7 separate regions of the Mus musculus genome follow, and regions 1, 2, 3, 4, 6 and 7 are each linked to region 5. Evidence: chromatin contacts called from public HiCAR-type and promoter capture Hi-C data. All regions are on one chromosome and are shown on one strand. The core of a region is the stretch at or near the end of the contact, and the rest is flanking DNA. Distances in the headings are between cores, read along the strand shown. Region 1 holds the start of Cnnm4 (cyclin M4). Region 2 holds the start of Lman2l (lectin, mannose-binding 2-like). Region 3 holds the start of Cox5b (cytochrome c oxidase subunit 5B). Region 4 holds the start of Pdcl3 (phosducin-like 3). Region 5 holds the start of Lipt1 (lipoyltransferase 1). Region 6 holds the start of Cnnm3 (cyclin M3). Region 7 holds the start of Ankrd39 (ankyrin repeat domain 39).

Evidence for each region. Promoter capture Hi-C pulls out the DNA fragments that hold promoters and counts their contacts. HiCAR-type assays count read pairs that join an accessible place to other places. Capture Hi-C pulls out chosen DNA fragments and counts their contacts.
Region 1: a promoter capture Hi-C map of liver shows a contact between it and region 5, with 5 times the contacts expected there. The contact joins the promoter of Cnnm4 here to the promoter of Lipt1 in region 5. A contact is called at or near these places in 4 of 39 promoter capture datasets (the C10 cell line, cranial neural crest and liver), 1 of 115 datasets of contacts at active chromatin or transcription factors (astrocytes) and 2 of 9 other capture datasets (adipose tissue and liver).
Region 2: a promoter capture Hi-C map of pre-B cells shows a contact between it and region 5, with 5 times the contacts expected there. The contact joins the promoter of Lman2l here to the promoter of Lipt1 in region 5. A contact is called at or near these places in 1 of 39 promoter capture datasets (pre-B cells), 1 of 484 Hi-C or Micro-C datasets (CD8 T cells), 2 of 115 datasets of contacts at active chromatin or transcription factors (embryonic stem cells and pancreatic cancer cells) and 1 of 9 other capture datasets (pancreatic islet).
Region 3: a promoter capture Hi-C map of liver shows a contact between it and region 5, with 8 times the contacts expected there. The contact joins the promoter of Cox5b here to the promoter of Lipt1 in region 5. A contact is called at or near these places in 10 of 39 promoter capture datasets (the 3T3-L1 cell line, the C10 cell line, the HPC-7 cell line and 6 more), 5 of 484 Hi-C or Micro-C datasets (CD4 T cells, CD8 T cells, the G1E-ER4 cell line and 2 more), 5 of 115 datasets of contacts at active chromatin or transcription factors (embryonic forebrain, epiblast stem cells, large pre-B cells and 2 more) and 4 of 9 other capture datasets (adipose tissue, embryonic stem cells, liver and 1 more).
Region 4: a contact with region 5 is called in a promoter capture Hi-C map of liver, with 5 times the contacts expected there. The contact joins the promoter of Pdcl3 here to the promoter of Lipt1 in region 5. A contact is called at or near these places in 5 of 39 promoter capture datasets (the 3T3-L1 cell line, the C10 cell line, liver and 1 more) and 1 of 115 datasets of contacts at active chromatin or transcription factors (astrocytes).
Region 6: a contact with region 5 is called in a promoter capture Hi-C map of pre-B cells, with 5 times the contacts expected there. The contact joins the promoter of Cnnm3 here to the promoter of Lipt1 in region 5. A contact is called at or near these places in 9 of 39 promoter capture datasets (the 3T3-L1 cell line, cranial neural crest, embryonic stem cells and 6 more), 3 of 115 datasets of contacts at active chromatin or transcription factors (astrocytes, large pre-B cells and pancreatic cancer cells) and 1 of 9 other capture datasets (liver).
Region 7: a HiCAR-type map of astrocytes shows a contact between it and region 5, with 2.7 times the contacts expected there. The contact joins the promoter of Ankrd39 here to the promoter of Lipt1 in region 5. A contact is called at or near these places in 11 of 39 promoter capture datasets (the 3T3-L1 cell line, 3T3-L1-derived adipocytes, the C10 cell line and 8 more), 2 of 484 Hi-C or Micro-C datasets (the N1E-115 cell line and embryonic stem cells), 5 of 115 datasets of contacts at active chromatin or transcription factors (astrocytes, embryonic hindbrain, embryonic stem cells and 2 more) and 3 of 9 other capture datasets (adipose tissue, embryonic stem cells and liver).

The regions. Positions count from the first base shown.
Region 1 is chr1:36,469,971-36,472,903 of GRCm38.p6, reverse strand. It overlaps Cnnm4 (cyclin M4), which reads right to left and starts at 1,307. Exons shown (of 7, transcript NM_033570.2): 1 at 1-1,307. The coding sequence starts at 1,211. Gm33454 (predicted gene, 33454) reads left to right here and starts at 1,135. Exons shown (of 3, transcript NR_168706.1): 1 at 1,135-1,442.
Region 2 is chr1:36,443,910-36,446,764 of GRCm38.p6, reverse strand. It overlaps Lman2l (lectin, mannose-binding 2-like), which reads left to right and starts at 1,494. Exons shown (of 8, transcript NM_001013374.2): 1 at 1,494-1,715. The coding sequence starts at 1,532.
Region 3 is chr1:36,690,190-36,692,889 of GRCm38.p6, reverse strand. It overlaps Cox5b (cytochrome c oxidase subunit 5B), which reads right to left and starts at 1,403. Exons shown (of 4, transcript NM_009942.2): 1 at 1,201-1,403; 2 at 606-679; 3 at 340-439. The coding sequence starts at 1,303.
Region 4 is chr1:38,986,473-38,989,291 of GRCm38.p6, reverse strand. It overlaps Pdcl3 (phosducin-like 3), which reads right to left and starts at 1,478. Exons shown (of 6, transcript NM_026850.4): 1 at 1,443-1,478. The coding sequence starts at 1,448.
Region 5 is chr1:37,870,757-37,873,570 of GRCm38.p6, reverse strand. It overlaps Lipt1 (lipoyltransferase 1), which reads right to left and starts at 1,352. Exons shown (of 2, transcript NM_001037918.4): 1 at 1,246-1,352.
Region 6 is chr1:36,510,173-36,513,201 of GRCm38.p6, reverse strand. Cnnm3 (cyclin M3) reads right to left here and starts at 1,335. Exons shown (of 8, transcript NM_053186.3): 1 at 49-1,335. The coding sequence starts at 1,291.
Region 7 is chr1:36,545,804-36,548,503 of GRCm38.p6, reverse strand. Ankrd39 (ankyrin repeat domain 39) reads left to right here and starts at 1,252. Exons shown (of 4, transcript NM_026241.4): 1 at 1,252-1,418. The coding sequence starts at 1,319.

The DNA.
Region 1 (2,933 bases), core at 58-2,557, 1.4 Mb after region 5:
CGAGTGTAGCCACTCTCCATAATCTCCGACATGGTGTTGAAGTCCAGAATGGCATCACTGCGGATCATGAAGCAGTCGTGTAGCTGGGTCATGATATCCTCCACAGTTTTGGTCCTTAGTTCCAGGGCACCCTGGATCATATTTAACTCCTCCTTCACCAAGTCATTATAGGGCTCTGTCACCTTCAACATCTCCATCAGCTTCTCCCGATTGTAAACAGTGCGAATCTCCTGACCTAAGACGAAGTCCAGGAGTTTGCTAATGGGGAAACTCAAGGGAAAAGTGAGGAGCATAAAGACTTTGGTGAGAACAATAGTGTTGGCACCCACAGCCAGCCCGTGCCGGGAGCACAGGGCTTGAGGTAAGATCTCCCCAAAGATGACAATGCCAATGGTAGAGGAGGCCACTGCCATGATGCCAGACCCGATGAGGTTGTCTAGAAGGATGGTGAGGGAGGTGTTGACTAGCACGTTCCCCAGGAGCAGCGAGCAGAGCAGGTAGTTGCCCTTGCGCCTGATGGGCTCTATCTTGCGAGCATACTTTCTCTCCTTCTCAGTTCCACAGTTCTGCACGATGCGCAGCTCCATCGGGTCCAGGGCCATAAGCCCCAGGTTGAGGCCAGAAAAGATGCCCGACAGCACCAACAGCACCATAACGAGAAGGATGTGCAGCCAGAGCGGCAGAAACCTCCCATGCTCCTCCACCATGAAGAGCAGGGAGTCCTTGTCCGTCCATCTGGTCCAGGGCCCGTCGGCCCGGGGCCGGGTGCACAGCGCGTACAGCTTCATGTTCTCGCTCCTCCGCAGGAACTTGGTAATCACCACTAGCATCCCCGACGTGTTCCCGCGGCTCACGTTGACCAGCCGCTGGACCACTAAGTCCTTGGTGAGCTCCAGGCAGTTGGTGGAGTTGTGGACCGCCTCGGCGTCGTCCACCTCGGTGAAGGAGATCAGGTTGCTGGAGATATCGCCCAGGCTGTGGCCATAGAGCCTCAAGTTCACCGTGCTGCCCTCGGACACGAAGATGATGCCATCCGGGTTCATCCCGCACGACTTGTTGCAGCTCGCTAGCCTCATGCCTAGGATCACGCTCTGCTGGGGGCTGCTCTGGCCGCTGGCCGCCCGCGTCCATAGCAGCAGCAGCGCAGCCAGGAGGAGGCGCCCTCGGGCCGGCCAGCCGTCCCGCCGCCCGCCCCCGCCCCCCGGCGCCATGTTGCTCCGGCCCCGCCGCTGCCCGCGCCCCGCCGCGCGCCTCACTCGGCGCCTCCGCTCCTGCCCTCCTGCCGCTCCGCTGCCGCCGCGCCAACTGCCCCAGCCGAGGACCTGACGTCAGACCGCGCCCCGCCCGCCCCGCCCCGCCGCCCCACGCCCCTTATTTGCATGCGATGTCCCGCCCCTACCCACGGCTCGCGCGCCCGGCTTAAGGAGGTCTGCGCCCTTAAGGTAGAACGGCGCGGGGCGAGCGCGGGAGCCCGCAGCGGGGGTGCGCCCAGCCAAGCTTCCGCGCGGCACCGGGCTTCTCCCGCGCTCCTCCTTAGGGAGCCCGGCTCCCAAGCCCCACGCGCTCGGTTGCTTCCGGGTCCCCTGCACTCTGTCGCTCCGTTCTGGGGCGGGTGGTGCTTCTCCGCGGGCACAGCGAGAAAAATGCATTTCCTGGTTTAGAAAAAGAAAAGGGAACCTGAGGGTTCAGGCTGGCGTTACAGCCTCCTTACTTCTGGGATTTTCGTTGACCTTGACCCAATGCCAGAAATAGGTTGTCACTGCCCCCGAAGTCCCCCAGCCCACTCCTCGGTTCTGTCTAGACCCCTAAGGTGCTGAGGGACCAGGCTCTGACCTAGGTTTTTCACCTGTCATTTCTATTTAGGGATGAGTTTTCATTGAACATGTACTCTTGTTTCATACTCTAACGATACGGCAATGAACAAGCCAAAATTCTTGCACATCTTTAGTTTACAGCCTATCATCAGAAAAATGGCAGTAAACAAGACAAGCCATACGGGGGCAGGAGGGGGAGCGCAATAAGCAAGTAAACACACACAGGAACACTAAGTGTTTTACTTCTTACAGATGCAAATTTTGAACCTAGGCACAAAATCCTAGGCCTTTCAGATCTTCACCGTTAATCCTAGTCCCTGTCTGTAAATGGCGGTAAGAATGACTGGTTTTTTTTTTTTTGTTTTGTTTTTGTTTTTTGTTTTTTGTTTGTTTTTTTTTTTTTTTTTTTTTGAGACAAGGTCTTACATAGCCCGATATGGCTTTGAACTCTTCAAATCTGAGGCTGACCTTGAACTCCCGATCCTATGTCCATTACCTCCCAAGTGCAGGGTTTACAGATATGCACCACCATGCCTGGATTGATTTTATTGTTTAGTTATGGTTTTAGTTTTTAATTTGACGGCAGGAAGAGTGATAACACAGCATCACCTGGCTAAGCACGTGAGAACAACTGGCTTACACACCGAATATGACATAACAACTCTCTGTGAATAGTCTTTGCCTGTGTAGTAATAGTTGTTGCTGCCTGCTCTTTCAGGACCATACCCTTAACCCCAAATTGTGGTGACTGGCCAGCTGAGGCAGCTGCTTGTGGAAATGAACTGAGGGGTGGGGCTGCTGTTCTAGCCTTGAGATCACTGCTTCCTGGTCAGCCCCACTTGGATGTCATCCGGCAGCTATGAACTCAGTGTGTGGGGATGACCACAGCTATCCACCCACAGCTGTCCACCCTGTGAAGGGCAGGACACGGATGACAAACATCCTTACCTCAGTTGCAAGAGCTATACTAAGCACAAGGCCTGGGTTGACCCCTGGGTCTCCCAGCAGGGCTTCTCCTGGCCCTAGAGACACAGTCCTTCTCTATGTCTCTGTACAAACCCCTGTGTTTATTTTTACTTTGGTACACAGCCTGCCAATTAAGGCAACAATCAATACCAG
Region 2 (2,855 bases), core at 245-2,744, 1.4 Mb after region 5:
TTGACTGTGTCTATTGGGAAGATGTAGACACAAGTCTGATAAGTCCATTGTAGCTATCTATGGACCAGAGTCAGAGCTCAGCAATGCACACACGGTCGGGTCTGAGTGGGGTCGAGGGAGGCCTCCAGGAGGAAGTAGGTAAGAGGAAGCTAGTTTTCTGAAAGAAGTGAGCAATCAGGCAGGAAGCTGGAACTTGGTGAAATATGAACTCTGGGGTGTAGTACAACCAATTTAAGTTTATCCCTGACCAGCTTACAAGTAAGTGAGACTCAGACTATGGTTATTTTATTTGGCTTTGACAGTTTCTAGGGGTAACCCCTAATCTACTCTTCTAACTGCTGGCCTGGCTACCTCCCCAGTGGTACAGCCTAAGTACTTGGCTGCTTCTTCTGGCCATGGACTCATAGTCCATCTCGTCTCCTGGAGGCTTCCTCCCCTTCTTTCGTTCTTCCTCTTCTCCCCTGGTTTCTCTTCCTTCTGCTCTCTTCTCCACCCTCAACTAAGTAACTTAAAACCCACCTACCTCTAATCCCTCCCTCCAGTAATTGGCTGTAGTCAATTCTATTTAACCAATCATTTTAAATCAAGGAACAAGGTTTGCACAATAAAAGCATGTAACCCTGAAAATTCACACAGAATTTAGCATACACTTAATTTCTATAAATATCATCATGTGATGTTGGTTGATTGTGCTCGTCAACCCAGCATGTAACCCAGGCTGCCCTTTACACATTTTACAGTTTGCCAGATGTTTGTTTCTTTGGTTTGGTTTGCCTGTTTGAGACAGTTTGCCAGATGTTTGTTTCTTTGGTTTGGTTTGCCTGTTTGAGACAAGGTTTCTCTGTGTAGCCTTGGCTATTCTAGAACTTGCTCTGTAGACCAGGCTTGCCTCAAACTCAGAGATCCAAATACCGTTGCCTCCAAGCATTGGGATACAATCCGTGCACCACCACCACCCTGGAACCAGTCGTTTCATTCTAATGAATTACTTAGGTCACTCCCTAACTCACTGTGTTGACTTTGAACTCCTCACCTTCCTGCCTCAGTCTCCAGAGTGCTGGGATGACCTAATGCCTTCCCACATCGTAAGTCAAGTTCTTTACCAACACAGCTAGTCTTCAGTTCCTTCCACTCATTTTAGTCACGGATTTGTCTATTTTTCTTTTTACTTCTATGCCCTCTTGGCTGTTAGCTTGGCGGCCAGGTAGGTACAAATGGCAGTGACAATCGGGAAAAAAAAATGTTTTATCGCTTTAAATTTACTATAGAATGCAGAAACAAACTAAGAATCTCTATTACTAGCAGGCCTGGTGAAGCCTGGGACAAAAGCAGAGAAGGGAGTCTGGACATTCGGCAACGCCCCTTGCCTGGGTTGGCAAGGCAACTGCTACTAGTCAGCCAATCGGTGGGATACTCACCTGCGGGGGAGGGAACTCTCCAGGAGCCAATGGGAGATCGGGCCGATGGTTCCGCAGGCCAATGGGTTGGGCCACGGGGCGGGCTTTTTGATGAAGGGCCGGCGGTGGGAAAGATGGCGGCGGCTTCGAGACCCTCCTGGTGGCAGCGGTGGCGGCGGCGCGCGTGGGCTCGGGACGGGGCCAAGCTTTTGCTCTTTCTCCTTCTGTTGGGGTCTGGGCCGGGGCCGCGGCATGTCAGGGCGGGTCAAGCGGTGGAGTACTTGAAACGGGAGCACTCGCTGTCGAAGCCCTACCAGGGTGAGGCGCCCGGGGCGAGGTGGTCGTGCAGGGAGGGCTTGGGGACCGAGTCGGGACTGAGCTCGAGGACGCAGTCCCCGGCGGGAGGGGGCGCCCCGAGGATCTCCGCTCCTTTGAAGAGCCACAGGTCCGAAGGACAAGGGTCCGCCCCCCACCCCCGCCCCTTTCCGAGCGCTAGAAGTTTCTAGTAGGTCTAGGTAGGGCTCTCAGCTGTCACTAGTGTCAGGCTCGAAGGAAGAGGTGTTTGGAGTTGGACAGAAATATGAGGAGAGAGAACTGAGATAAATGAGGGATGGTTGAGGACCATTAGCGATGAGCCGGTGTCGGGATAGAGTGGTGGCTGCTCTGGATAGAAAGCAAGAACCCGGGTAGAACTCGGTCGGACTGAGGAAGGAGAGGGGGAAAAAAGTCTGTTTGCTGGTTAGAACACCTGCTCCTTCCTTCCCAGGCCGCGAGCCCTGATGATGAAAGAGGCTGGTTAGCATTGCTCTCTTCAGGGATTTCTAGATCTCTAAGCACAGCTCAGTGTCAGAAAATTGACACAGGTGTCTACAAAGAAGAGAAATTAATGCTGTTAGAGCTTAATACAAGTTTGTTTTTCTCGCAGAGCTGTGGATAGGGGGTGCAGGAAACACAAATTTAAACTGCAGAAAGCAGTTTGAATTTTTGTTACTAAGATGTCATTTCTGTTACTAAGATGTCATTATTTTACTGGTTGGTTGTAGTACCTCCTTAGTGTTGGTCCCTGCTGATACTATGGGTTAGTCTGGTTTTTCACCCTGGGGGTACTTATACTTAGTCTAAGGGATTTGGGGATAATCAGCTACACTTGAAAGATTGATTTTATTTTATTTTTTAAATTTTATTTATTTATTTATTTATTTATTTATTTTGTTTTTCGAGACAGGGTTTCTCTGTGTAGCCTTGGCTGTCCTGGAACTCACTCTGTAGACCAGGCTGGCCTCGAACTCAGAAATCCGCTTGCCTCTGCCTCCCAAATGCTGGGATTAAAGGTGTGTGCCATCACTGCCCGGCCTGAAAGATTGATTTTAAAAGAATATGTTTAAGCTCATAGGCTTTTGAGAATATATCTCTTTTAATATAAATGACAAAATTTTTGTCCTTTCATAGTGCTAAAGT
Region 3 (2,700 bases), core at 154-2,653, 1.2 Mb after region 5:
ACGTGTGTGTGTGTGTGTAAATAATCTGGGCTGGAAAGATAGTTCAGCAATTAAAAGCATGGACTGCTCTTCCAGAGGACCTGAGTTCAATTCCCAGTAGCCACAGCAAAGTGGCTCACAGCCTTGCTTGTAACTACAGCTCCAGGGTCATCTGCCTTCTGTGACTTCTCATGCATACTGAGACTTAAGACAGTCAACAACCCTTACAACAATGTATACACATATTTACATTTTTACACACATACAGTCCATCATACACACATATCTGAAGCAATTTATAGACATTCTGTGAGGCAGGTTATAAACAAATGGGCCAGAAAATAAAAACAAAGTGCTTACAGATGCAGCCCACTATTCTCTTGTTGCTGATGGACGGGACTAGATTAGGGTCTTCCTTGGTGCCTGAAGCTGCCTTTGGAGGTAGCATATTGTATGGGTCCTGAAAGAGACAAGAGTTGACTATTTATGACAGATAACGCCTGCCACTGCACTGCAAAAGGGCCGTTCCTACAAGCTGGGTTGTCAGGACCAGACGCTGGCTGACAGGAACTCCTCTAATCCCATCCAAGCCCCAGGGCTCCAGAGGACACAGCATTTCTCCTTACCAGTCCCTTCTGTGCTGCTATCATGATCTCCCTCTCCAGCCCAGTAGCCTGCTCCTCATCAGTGGGGACACCACCTAGAAGAAGAAAAATGAGCTACGGCAATTGATATGACCACGATGGATACACGATAAAAAGATCAACACGGGAAAGGTGACGTTATCCGCTTCTTTGGTGGGTTCCCAAGCTACCCATTCCCACAGTCCCCTAAGCCCACTGAGGCATGACTCCCAAGCCATACCGTTTTTCCCTTCCCACCGCGGAAGCTTGGTTGTCGACTTTCCCTACAATCAAGTCATGAGAGTATACTGGCTGGTGGCGGGCAAGGGATTTGAATGTTGGTCCAGCGCTTTTTCAGCCCTCCAAGTCCTTGTGTTCCAAGGTCACCCGGCACCTTCCAGTGAGGGCACTTTGAAAGCGGGTTCGATCGGGTGGGCGGCCGAAATTACAGCAAGACCGGACAGAGCGCCGGCTCCCGGAGCCTAAGGTGGTCAGCAGGGCTCGAGAGAACGCTAATGGCCGACCCCGCTCGACCGCCCATCACCAACCACGCCGGAGGCCATGGACACCGGCCTGTCCCGCCCAGCTGGTCACGTACCTCCAGAAGCCATGGAGCGGGTCACGGCCGCGCCACGGGGGCCGTGGGCCCTCAGGGCCTGCGCCGCCAAAGCGCCCACTCCGCGAAGTAACCTTGAAGCCATCTCGCCCGAGACAAGCAGATGCACTTCCGGGAACAGGCTGAGCAAGATGGGCGGGACTTCCGTTGGTGGGAGTCTAACAACGCCCGGTCAGTCTTCCGCTTCCTGCCCCGACCAGCCGAAGCAGCGCTAAAAGTAGACGCCGCACATGCGCAGTTCTGCCTCTTCGTGGGCCGCGCAGACTCCCGCCGCCTCCGGGGCGTGGCGTCAGTCACCCTGACAGCTAGCGGCTTTCGGGTTCATGACCTGTCCGCTTGAGTGTTCGCGCCCAGTGTCCCAGCCACATAGTAGTTCTTGTAGTGGAGGTGCTGTGGAAGCCGAAGTTCCCGCAGTCAAGGGCTTCCACCACGAATCATACAACCTTGGGCGTGAGCTCAGGAAGCCTGTTGTGTTTGTTATGCCTGTTAGCCACGGGTTCGAGACTGCAGACAGCTTTAGTTGTTACCAAATTGTTGCAATGGCCCACTCCGTCAGAAATTGACAGTACACCCCCCCACACACACAGTCTTAGCCTCAATTCCCTCCTCCACTCTGTTTTGTTTTGTTTTTTAAGCACGGTATCACTATGTAGCCTGGCTGACCTTTAACTCCCTATGTAGATCAGGGTGGTCTAAAGCTCACAGAGATCTGGTTACCTCTGCTGGGATTAAAGCTGTTGCACCGTCCTCAGTTTTCCTCCTATAGTAATGTTATGGGAGGTGATGGTGTTGGCCCCAGGGACAAGGATGAGGGGGGTGCGGGGGGTGCGGTGCAGAAGGGCTTTGGAGGCATAGATGTAGGATACCTCCTGATGGCCACTCCACCACGATGAGGATACTAGGAGGAGGAGGGACAGAAAGAAAGTTAATAATGCAACTGGAAATGACAATAGGCACCGTGGCCAGAAGTCTCTAATTTAGACAGAAAACGTCCTCCATTGCTCAGTGTTGCACACAGGTAAAGCCTGACAACTCACGGCAGAGCGTTCACTAGATTTCCAAACACTGGCTTCTTCGATTTATTCTCGTTGTGGAACATTCCTGAAACACTATGGCTGCATACAGTATCTATGCTTCCCTAATTGCGTCCCAGTGATGAAATCTTAAGTACCTTGCAGAGGCCTGACATAATAATATCAAATGACTTTTAGTAAATCCTGCCGCTTGGACCAAAAATATAGTTTATAGAGCTTGTGACTACAAAAGGTCAAGTTGAGGAAAACTACAAAGGACTAAATTCCTGGGTGTTGTCACCTACCCCTTGTAGGTTATTTTCAAAAGGGTCTGGTGGAACATTCCTTCAGAGGAACTAACCTGGTCTTCATGGCTGCCCTCAACCAAGAAAAAAAAATAGCCTATAATGAGGCACCAAATTTCTTGACTGTGAAGATGGGCTTACACTTTGCATAGTTTTCATTTTTA
Region 4 (2,819 bases), core at 229-2,728, 1.1 Mb before region 5:
CTAAGACCCTGGCTCCTGCTGCTGTCGACTGCTTATCCCTTCCTTTTTCTCAAAGGGGTGAACATCCACCAGTTCCCCTTCCTTGAGAAGTGACCGCCAACGATACAGCAAACACTGTCTTAACCAGAAACCTGCGCATTTCAGCTTCAGAAAAAACAAACAAACAAACAAAACCCCAAAACACCAGGAGACGACTGGCTAACCCTACATAAACCATGAAAGGTGTCTGCTTGAAGCTGGGCCTCTCTAAACAACAGGTCAGAGCTACGCAACGATACAGCAAACACTGTCTTAACCAGAAACCTGCGCATTTCAGCTTCAGAAAAAACAAACAAACAAACAAAACCCCAAAACACCAGGAGACGACTGGCTAACCCTACATAAACCATGAAAGGTGTCTGCTTGAAGCTGGGCCTCTCTAAACAACAGGTCAGAGCTACGCACTAATTAAAGAAGGTTTATCTGAGTCCTGAGAACTCTTCCCCAACGAGAGGAACCTGGAGACCAAAGGAAGTTACATTCCAGGCAGAGGGACCTGAAAATGCAAAAACGCTGTGACATGCTGACTGACCATCTGTCTGTCCTGAGAGCCTGCAGTAGACTTGGGGAAGAGGAAGACTGTGGCTAGACCCACAGACTTCCCTAAGCTTTAGAGTCTAAAGGATAAATCTGAGAATAGCAGACGCCTGGCCTGCTCCAGAGTCACTCCTGACGGCTAATGTTTAGTAAGCACAAAATACTAGGTATATCCCTTTACTTGAGCCTGTTCTTGCCTCCCAGGTGTAGGTGTGGCCGGCTTGCTGAATGTGTAGATGACCACCCCCTCCAGTCCCCAAGGTCTGTCTCTTAAGCCGGAGCCCACAACTACACGGTCCATCTACCCTCCATCCAGACTCTTCAGAATCCTTAAACACAGCCACATAGAAGGTTGGCGACAAAGTGGCTGACGCATACTTTTGCTCTTCTAAGGCTATTCCGATGCGGTTCTCTAACACACTTTCTTTGGGCTTTTGTCTAATTCCAGCTCAAAAAAGGAAAAAAAATTGCTAAGGAGTTCCACCTTTCTTCATATTAGAAATTAACAATAGTCGTGAGGCCTAGAGTTCAGATCTGGAAACCAGAAAGCACTCCCAACGGACCATCTAGAGTCAGCTCTAGATGGCAGGAGGGTCGGGGCCTTCATCAGGCCTGGAGGAGAACGAGCCCAAAGTCCGGTGCCTACCAAAGGACAGAGATTTGCGGGGCAGGACGCACCGGAGCAGGAGTGCCCAGCCCAGGAGGCCGGAGGGACCGCACCCGCCCTCTCGCAGTGCGCCTGCGCCGGGCCTCCCCGCAGTCCGCCGAGTTCTGTAACTAATCCATGTAGACCCGGCTCCGGGTCTGGCGCGAGCCCACCAAGCCAAACGACCGCAGACTTGGGGTCCCGAGCTCGCCACACTCACCTGCATCTTGCCTTCAGTCACTCAAACCAGCCCTCTGCCCCAGCCCCTCCGCTCCTCTCCGCGCACGCGCGGCACCGCCCCCTCCGGTCTTCTCCCCGCCCCCAGGCACGAAAAGGGCGGAGCCAAGGAGGAAGTGAAGACTGGAGTCTGCGCCTGGTCCTCAGGAACCCGGGCGAAGGCTGAGAGCGTTGGAATGACAGGCCGTGCCTCCGGTGGGTGGGACTATAGGGTGACGTCATTCGGGCCATGTCCAGGCGCTACCTTGTTAGGGAAAGTGGCTGGTTGTTTGGGGCTGACCCGAGGTAAGCATAGGTTCTGCGACTTCCCGGGCCGCCAATCGGAGCCTGTCGGAAGCAGAATTGCCTGACAGTGACCCGATGCTAGGATTAAAAGTGACCCGGGTCACCTGGAGGTCACACACCTTCTCTGTTGAATGGGATGAATTGCTTATTGGGTTTGTTTACTGAGCTCACTGGGTTTGTTTAGAGCATAGTCTAACCTCTGCGGTTACAGCATCAGATTTGAGAAACCGGTGGAGTGGGGAACGCCTGGGCTCCACGCCCCTTCACCCTCACAAAAGGAAAAGGCCACAGTGAGAATCATTTTCTCTGGTTAATACCAGACTCGTGTGACCCTGAGCAAAAGCACAGGCTCCAGGGCGATCCACAGCATTCGGAGCTGGAACTGAGAGCACGGGAGTTAAAAGGCCTTCCACAGCCCTGGACTACCTTGCTGCCTCTGCTCAAGCACACACCGTGGGTACACTTTGGAATTACCAAGGAGCTTTCAAAACTGCAGGTGTCTAGGTGTGGTAGTTCACATCTATAATTCCAATACTCAGGAGACCCAGCCAGGGCTAGAGAGTGAACCTCTGTCTATAAAAACAAACAAAAACTACAGTTACACTAAGGTGTTATTTCCAGACAACTTAAATCCCTGCAGCTGAGGACTCGGAACTGATAATTTCTGGGGAATAATCACTAATATAGAAAAAAAATTACACTATTCCCTGAAAAAAACAAGGAGCATGGATTTAATTTAACCCAACACATTCCAACCAGATTACAGACAGACCTTTTAAAGTGTTAATTAATTTGCCTAGTGTTGTGAATGAATTTTCCCAGTTTTCACTTCCAAAATCAGTTTGTGAGATAGTTTAACTTGAGGGACTTTGATCACAGGCTTCTCTCCACCGCACAGCAGTAAAGCAGGTGTGGTTTGCCCTTTCCTTGCTCCAGGTGGATCCACTGAAAGATGTATCCTGGTGTATTGGAAATAATGTTCCCAGTTGCTTTTTACAGCAGGTGTGCTTCAGAACAATCCCCTGTTAACTCATTGTCTTGACTTTTGGTTTTATTACATTGACTACAACATGGA
Region 5 (2,814 bases), core at 103-2,602:
CACAGGGAAGGGAGACACATTGCCAGAATAAAGACTGTAAATCTGTGTGAGTCATGTTTAAATAGGACTACTAAAATAGTTACACGTGAGTCATTTTAAGGAGTTAAACTAAATGATTATTATGTATCGTATCACAAATTATTTTAGTTATCAGAACACAATCTCCCCACCCTCAGACACGATGAGTGTGTAGCCCTGGATCTCCTGAAACTACCTCTGTAGACCAGGCTGACCTTGAGCTCACAGAGATCTATTTGCCTCTGCCTCTGGGTTGAAGGCCTGACATACCTTCTGAGACAGACTGTAGCTGACAGACAAAATGAAACAATCTAACTTTTGAAAACCTGGTAGAATTCTGTTTCTACAGTGTTACTTTGCATAGCGACCCACACCCATATTTTACTTTTTTAAATGAAAAACTTTTTATACAATGCATTTTGATCACGTTCCTTCCTCTCCCCGTTTTTTTCAGATCCCACCACCTCCCTATCCACCCAACTTTATGTTCTTTCTTTAAAAAACCAAAACCTATGAAAACTAAAGTCAAAATAAGTAAAAGATCAACGAGACAAGACCAAAAAAGAAAAAAAAAAAAAAGCCCGTGGAGTTTGTTTTGTGTTGGCCACCTACTCCTCTGTAGGCGCCTGGGCTAGGATGTGGTTGATATACCCAACTACACTCTATTTTAACAGCTTTAGCTGAGCAAGGGATGGAACTCACTCAGTCTAGGTTTGAACTGTACCGCCGAGCAATCCACCCCCAGCTCTCTGCTTTCATCTTCATTACTGGTGTTATAATTATTTCCTCAGGAGGCTCTTACTTCCATGCTCTGGGAGACACTTCTGCAACTGCCAACACATGCTTCTCCCTGACAGAGTGTAAAGCAAGACCTAACTACAGGCCTACCTTCCTCACAAGGCCTTACCAAAACTATTTGCTATCCTCCTAATAACGCGATCCAAACCTGGAAGTGATTACGAACTTTTAAGCAAGCTTTACTCTTCGGGAGCAGGCACGCGACTAGCACTGAATGTCTTGTTTAGTTTACCCTACGCCGTATTAGAAATCAACTGTTCCCAATAATGAAATTACGTCCGGAGCACCAGGTGTAATCTGCAGAGCTTTCAGAACCAATAGGAGGGGCCCATGGGACGCACGCGTGCTCTCCGCAGCACCCACTCCTGCTCAGCGTGTGCCTCCACAACCCGCAAAGAATTCACTGGAACTGCTTCCGGCTTCACTCACCTGCCACTTCCGGTCGCGCCCGCAGCAGCTTTTTCTGCAAATTAAAACTCAATCAACCCACGTGGAACCCAGAACACTCAGCCCTCTAGACGCAGTTGCTGGGGAGTCCTCCCCAGCCCCGCCCAAGAGACCCGCCCTCAAGAGGCCACGCCCCCGTAAAGCTCGCCCCCTGGATAAGCCACACCCCCAGGAGGTCGTGGCTAAGCCTGAAATAGAAGCAAATATTTTTAAGGTTATTTCCTTCAGGCCAATGCATTTAGAACTAGATTCATTGAAAGGACAAAGTCCACTTACCAAAATATGTAAAGACGAGCTGGGTGATTCCTATGCTGGTTTCTTTCAGCAAGAGTTGGCTAAACTGTGTGGTCCAAAATGGTCTGTTCACACTCAGGAGGTGCTGTCTAGCTGCTGGGGCGGTTCGATTCAAGGCACTTGGAAGCGCTTCAACCGCATTCCTATGGCCCCAGGAACAACAAAGCCAGACTAGAGTTAAGGAATGAGATCACGGACCCACTTCTTGATGAGCAGAGCCCAAAGAATTTGTGGTCATTCCTCGCTCTTCCACAGAAACCAGTCTCTCCTCCTTCAGTTAGAATGGAAGCCTCTCCAGCCTTGCCTCCTGGTACTGCTAACGCAGTAAATGAGCAGAGTTAATTCAGGGTATATAAATTAGCTGCACCACAGACAGGACTCCTGTCTGTTACTGCAACTTTGATGAGATCAGTCTTCAGCTGGATGGTATTATGAGGGTGGGAAGGGATACTTTTCCATTCGTCATTGTAGGAATTTTGCTAGTTATCAAAATAGCCCCACATTGTGTTGCCCTTAGTAGGGCTCCTAAATTAGTAGTCTGCTTCTATATTGTATTCTTTGAAATCTGAGAAGGGACAGTTTTTTTCTGTTGTTGTTGTTCTGTTTTGTTTTTGTTTTTTGTTTTGTTTTGTTTTAATTTCCTTCAATGACCTTCCTTCATTCTCCACTGTCTGCTCTAAGATGTCTGTCTTTGGACCAGTTATCCTCTTTTTCTACTTCTTCAGCTTCTCCACTGGAATGTCCAATAACACTCTAACCTGCTTTATAGTCCTCTGGTGATGGCAATTCTCCTTTCCTGCATTTTATTCTGTCTCCTCCCCCGCTCCCAATCCCCAAGACAGGGTTTCTCTGTGTAGCCCTGGCTGTTCTGGAACTCATTTTGTAGACCAGGCTGGCCTTGAATGCACAGAGATCCACCTGCCTCTGCTTCTGGAGTGCTGAAATTAAAAGTGTGCTCCACCATGCCTGGCTCTGTCTGCTCTTCTTAAAACTTCTATTTGAGTGTGAGTTAGGGTCTCCCCCTGTAAGGCAGGCTTGCCTGGAACTCGCTATGTGGACCAGACTGGCCTCACAGAGAGCTTTCTGCCTCTGCCTTCCAAGTGCTGGGATTAAAGGTATTAGCATGGGCTTCTTTCATTTAATCACCATATTAAGGCTGAGATAACACACATTATACAGCAAATCAATCTGTATGTATGTATGTATGTATGTATGTATGTTACAAAATGTATTAGTCAGGGTTCTCTAGAGTCAGAG
Region 6 (3,029 bases), core at 86-2,585, 1.4 Mb after region 5:
ACAAGGCCATCACTTTCTGGGGCCTTTCTAACAGGGGCGTCCCCTTACCTCGCTTGAACTCCTCCAGGACAGCGTCCAGTTTGGTATCGTTGAAGACAAAGTGGAGTGGATGGTTGTAGAAGCGGGTGATGGTGCTGAGCGGTGTGCAGTCCTCGGGCTCAACGATAGCCAAGTCTTTGAGGTAGAGCATGTCCACGATGTTGGAGCGCTCCTCCTCGTACACTGGGATGCGCGTGTGGCCGCTCTGCATGATGCTGGCGAGGACGCTGAAGTCTAGGACAGTGCCGGAGTCCAGCATAAAGCAGTCTTCGAGCGGCGTGAGCACGTCCTCCACGGTCCGGGAGCGCAGCACTCCCTTGCTGAGGTCGCTGTAGGGGTCGCCGCCGCCGCGCGCCAGCTCCAGCACGCGCTCCCGCAGACGCCCCGGCCGCGCTGCCAGCTCCAGCAGCTGCCCGACCGGCAGCGCCACGGGCAAGGTGAGCAGCACCGCCAGGCGGCTGAGGCCCAACGCGCGCGGCGCCAGCGCCAGCGCCCAGCGTCCGCTCACGGCGGCCGGCAGCACCTCACCCACCAGGAACACCAGCCCCGCGCAACCCAGCACGGCGGGCACGGCGCGCTGGCCCGCCGCCCCGTACAGCAGCACGGCCAGTGCCGCCTGCGCCAGGCTGGCCAGAAGCAGCAGCGCGCCCAGGGCGCAGCCGGCCCAGCGCCGCGCGGGTTCCAGGCGCCGCGCCGCCGCGCGCTCCGCCTCCGAGCCGCTCTCGCGCAGCACCTGCACCTCGGCCGGCGCCAGCGCCAGCGCGCTCAGCTGCAGGCCGCGCGCCACCGCCGCCAGGGCCAGCAGCCCGGCCGCCCCCAGCCCCAGCGCCCAGGGCGGCGCCGCCTCCTCCGCGGCCCCACCACCCGGCTCCACGCGCACCGCCAGCAGCGCGGAGCGCGGGTGGCCGGCCTCGGCGCGCAGGCGCAGCAGCGCGCGCCACTCGCCCGTCGGGGCGGCCGCCTCCTCGGGCTCCGTGGCCCGTCCGCCCTCCGGGCAGCCTGCGCCCTCGGCGGCTACCCAGGTCCAGGAGCTGTTGGCCAAGCCGGAGCAGAAGAGTCGCAAGCACAAAGTGGCCTCTGGCGCTGCCCTTCCGCGCAGGGAGCCCGCGCCCGGTGCGCTGTCCTCTTCCGTGCAGAAGTTCAGCAGTCCCGCGCCCGGCGCCGGCGCCGCCTCCCCTGCGGTGCTGCCCAGACAGAACGCGGCAAGCACCCAGCCCAACCAACCCACCACAGCCGCAGCAGCCGCCGCCATGGCCTGCTACCCCTTCTGGGCCTCGGGCGCAGCCTACCCCACTCACCCGCGCCTCTGTTGTTGCAGCCAATCGGCGCGGGCCTCCGCGTCACTTTGACCAATAAGCGGCTGGCGGGGGCGGGCTCTGGGGAGAACTAGGCTGCGCCGGGGAGTAAACAAGCGGCGCGGGGCGGGGCGAGCCGGAGGGGCGTGGGGCTCCGCAGGCAAGGGAGGACGCGGGGCGGCTGTCTGGGACGGCCTCGGAGTTCCCGGCGCGTGTGGACGAGCAAAGGAAGGTCATTAACCCTCTGGCCAGCAAGGCTAAGGGCTGAATAAGAACCAGGGACTGGGCACAGGGAAACCTGGAGTCGTTTGTTTAAAACATTTTCTTATCATTTGTATTTGTATGTGGGTTTGCGCTTGCGAGGGCAGTGCTTTGGGCAGACGCAAGAGGGCGTCGAATTCCCCCTGGAGCTGGAGTTCCAAGCTAATGGGAAGCTGTGCTGGGAACTGAACTCTGGTCCTCAGCACACATTCTTAACCTCACCCAGCTCTATTGGTTTGTTTTAAAGCTAAAGTCTCTTAGCTTTGCGTTGGGCTCTGTGGATATCAAGACAGACACCTGCTTTTGAGGAAGATGCCTTGATAGGAAGGTCCATAGTAAATACTCAAACCCAGAAAAATCTGTTTCCTTGAATCTTCACACTTGTTTCATGTAATTAAGCTTACAATAAAACGATGTTTAGAGACTGATTCTGTGTGCCTTTGGTTTCTGACATGCACCTGACATTCGGGTCATTCAGCCATGCAGGGAGATAGCAGCTGTCAGGAATTTCCATACATGCTAGCTTCACAACCACAGTTTATTCTGATTCCTCGGGTTGAGAAAGCTGTTTGAGAGGGTTCTTTTTGTCCTTATTTTGGAAGACACCTGCATGATCAGATGGAGCATTCTTCGTTCATTGTATGTGGTCTTTATGGGATTAGCTTCTCTATGGGTATCCCTGTTTTTTGCATTTTTCTCTCTACTTTCTCCCTAAATGTACTAAGACATGTACACATCTTATACATATGTTTTGTTTTGTTTTGTGTCTGTGTGGGCCCAAGTGTATGTATGTGTGTTGTGTATGCAGGTGCCGAAGGAGGCTAGAAGAGGGCACTACATCCCCTGGAACTAGAGTTGACATTTGTGAGCCACCATGTTGGTTCTGGGAACCAGGCCTTCTGCAAGAGTGGTAAGTGCTCTTAACCACTGAGTCCATCTCTCCAGCCTCTTGAATTTTTTTTCTAAAATGGATTCTGTAGACATAACTGAAACAGTCCCACATGGCATATGTGCATACACGCAAACATACACATACAAACATCAATTTTTTTTTTGAGACAGTGTTTCTCTGTGTAGCCCTGGCTGTCCTGGAACTCTGTAGACCAGGCTGGCCTCGAACTCAGAAATCCACCTGCCTCTGCCTCCCAAGTGCTGGGATTAAAGACATGTGCCACTACTGCCTGGCCAAACATCAATTTTAAAATAACAATAAAAAAATGTAACAAAGCAAACACCTCATAAATGGGGGCAAGGTATGATCTCCCTGGCTAGCTTGTGCATCTTAGCTCCATGTGCTCTTCATTTGCTCGTGTGACAAGCATTTCCTACACTGAGTGTGTGCGGGACAGGTAACTTCCCAAAGGCTGGAACTCTGGCAGGGACAACAGCTTCCACCCTCGTGGTGCTCAGAACCAGTGCTGGGATCCCAGGAAA
Region 7 (2,700 bases), core at 3-2,502, 1.3 Mb after region 5:
GGGACTGGGAGCCAGAGCAGGGCTACTCTGCTTGGGAGCTGGACTTGGCCTGGTGCCACAGGGAAACAAGGCAGAGCGTTCGGGAAGAGGAGGAGAAGGAGACGGTCTTCCCAGAACTATAGGGAGGGTGAGCAGGGAGTCAGGGGCTGAAGGAGAGGCTTCTCAAGTTGTGTGGACAGTGTCTTTATAAAGATGGAGATTAGGACAAGCTCCGTGGGAGGGGAAGAATGCTAGTCTCGAATGTCCTATCTGGGTAGGGATAGTCCCCTATTGCCACCCAGTCAGTATCAAGCCCTTGTCTTAGTGAGGGAGTGGTGTAGGCCCAGATGTTCCTGGGAAAAACAACAGGCCCAGCCTGGATTCATTTCTGAGCGCCCTTAATGAGAGCTGCCTGCCAATCGGATTTCGAGAAGGAAAATAGGAAGGAGGAAAAAAAAAAGACATTTTAAGATTTTGTGTTGTGCTAAATTTGATGCTGTTGTTGGCTGCAATTTGGACACACCTGGTTTAGATCAATCTAACCGGTACATAGGAACAGAGACCACAGTGAGCTCTCTGCCCACCCTTAGCTGCCACCCCACCCCCCACCCCCCATACACTTGGATGACCCTTGAGCAGGCTGCTGTTTCCCTGAGTGTGGGTCAGAAGAGGCTGGGAAATACTTGAGTGTGTTTCCCTTAGCTCAGTTGTCTGCCCAGTGGGTGTTGGCAACCAGCGCCCACTGAGTGGGCAGAGGCTTAAGCACAAAGGTGGTCTACCAGGTCCTTGCCCTCAGGCCACCTGCTTCCTGATGGATTGCTAAAGAACGAGGGTCAGAGTGTTAGTAGCTTTCTGGCGGGTCACTGATCTGACCATGGATGGCCTACAGCTCAAGTGATGCTTGGGAGATGAGAGAGGGACTATGGGCCGCGTCTAGAGTCCTTGTGCCCTGGGGAACCTGCGAGGCCTCGGTTCTGGCGAATGCGACATAAACACTACCAGACAGGCCAAGCTGCCTGGTCCCCTCACCCTACAAGGCGAGGCTGCACGAACTGTCCTGCCTCCTCCCGGGGAGCTCAACGGATTCCCGAGCCTTTGCTCTTCCTTGTGCTTAGTTAGCCTTGGGCGCCCTCCCGTGGTAGCAAAGCAGCAAGGCTCAGTCTATCCAGCCACACCTCACCACTTTCATTGGTTGCTAAGCTAAGGTCTAAATGCAGGATTGGTTGGCCTGGGGCGAGGAGGCGGGACTCGAAGGTCAACTACGGACGTCGAGTGGTCAACCTGGGACGGAGGGGTGGGCATTTCGTAGGAGCGCTTGGCTGCAGTCCCGGCCGCCGGGATGGCGGCGCCGCACCTTTGCGCGGATGGCTCCTGCTGCTCTCACCCTAGTGCGGTGCCCGGGGTACAGCAGACGCTGGAGGAGATGGACTTCGACAGGGGTGAGAGGGGTGAGGCGGCCGCGTTGCCGGCGGCGGGCAATCTCCAGCCCCATCTCCGGGAACGTGGACTGAAGGAGGCCTCGAACCGTGTTTGGAGCTTCCGGGCCTGGTGCAGGAAGGCTGGCTTCAAAGCGTGGCAGGAAGCCCCTCGACTACTCCGTCTCGAGTGCGGACGGGTAAATTGAGGCATTGGTTTCTGAACTGGGTCTGGAGACCAACCCAGCTAGGAGACAGCCTGGTCAGGTGACAGAGGAGCTAGGGAAAGAATCTGCAGTTGGTGGTTCGTATCCACCGGGGAGGTCAGGGCAGCTGGCCCTTGCTGCTCTCGGGTGTGAGTGTACAAGTTTTAGCAATGACAGTGATCTCGAAAGATTTACTGTGGAGCGCAGGGGTGTGACTGTTTTGTCCAAAATCATACAGAGATTTTGCTATTAGCAGTGGTCCCTGTTCTTCTGTGCCGGTTACCATGTTATCCCCAGGAACAGGTAGTTTGTGCAGTTGTAGCAAGGTTGTCATCAGTGTAGGGCTGATGATACGGAACACTTGATGGTTACCATAGGAATGGCTTCCTAGCGGGCGGCGTTTCTCTACACCTCTGCTACCCCCATCTTTTGGACTAGGGACATAATAGGACTCCCCGCTTCCTCCTCTTGAAGTGTTTTCTCCGCTGTACCTTTAGAAAATAACAAATGAGATGATTACATTTACGCTTTTTTTAATTTAAAGACTATTTATGTGCATTTAGCTCCTGGAGGCCAGAATAGGGCTTCAGATTCCCTGGAATTGGCAGTTACAGATGTGACCAGCTGAGAAACAACCCTGGTCCTTTGCAGAGCAGCCAGAGCGCTCTCTCTCTCTCTCTCTCTCTCTTTTTTTTTTTTTTTTTTGAGACAGGGCTTCTCTGTATAGCCCTGGCTGTCCTGGAACTCACTTTGTAGACCAGGCTGGCCTCGAACTCAAAAATCCGCCTGCCTCTGCCTCCTGAGTGCTGGGATTAAAGGCGTGCGCCACCACCGGCCTGGTGCAGACAGAACTCTTAACTGAGCCGCCTCTCCAGCGCCTCCTATTGCGTTTAGTTCCCCAAGCCAGACTGACTGTTGTGTTTCTGTACCTCTTTATGGTTCTCACCCTTGCAGCCATCACCCTTATGTTTCTAAAATATGCAAGCCCTCTGTCCGATGACATGGTCTGTTTTGTTTGTTAGTCCGCTTCAGGCTGACTGAGGCTTTCCCGCCAGCATTCAGTTCTATGGCACTTCTTCAGGGACCCCCCTTCCTTAGAG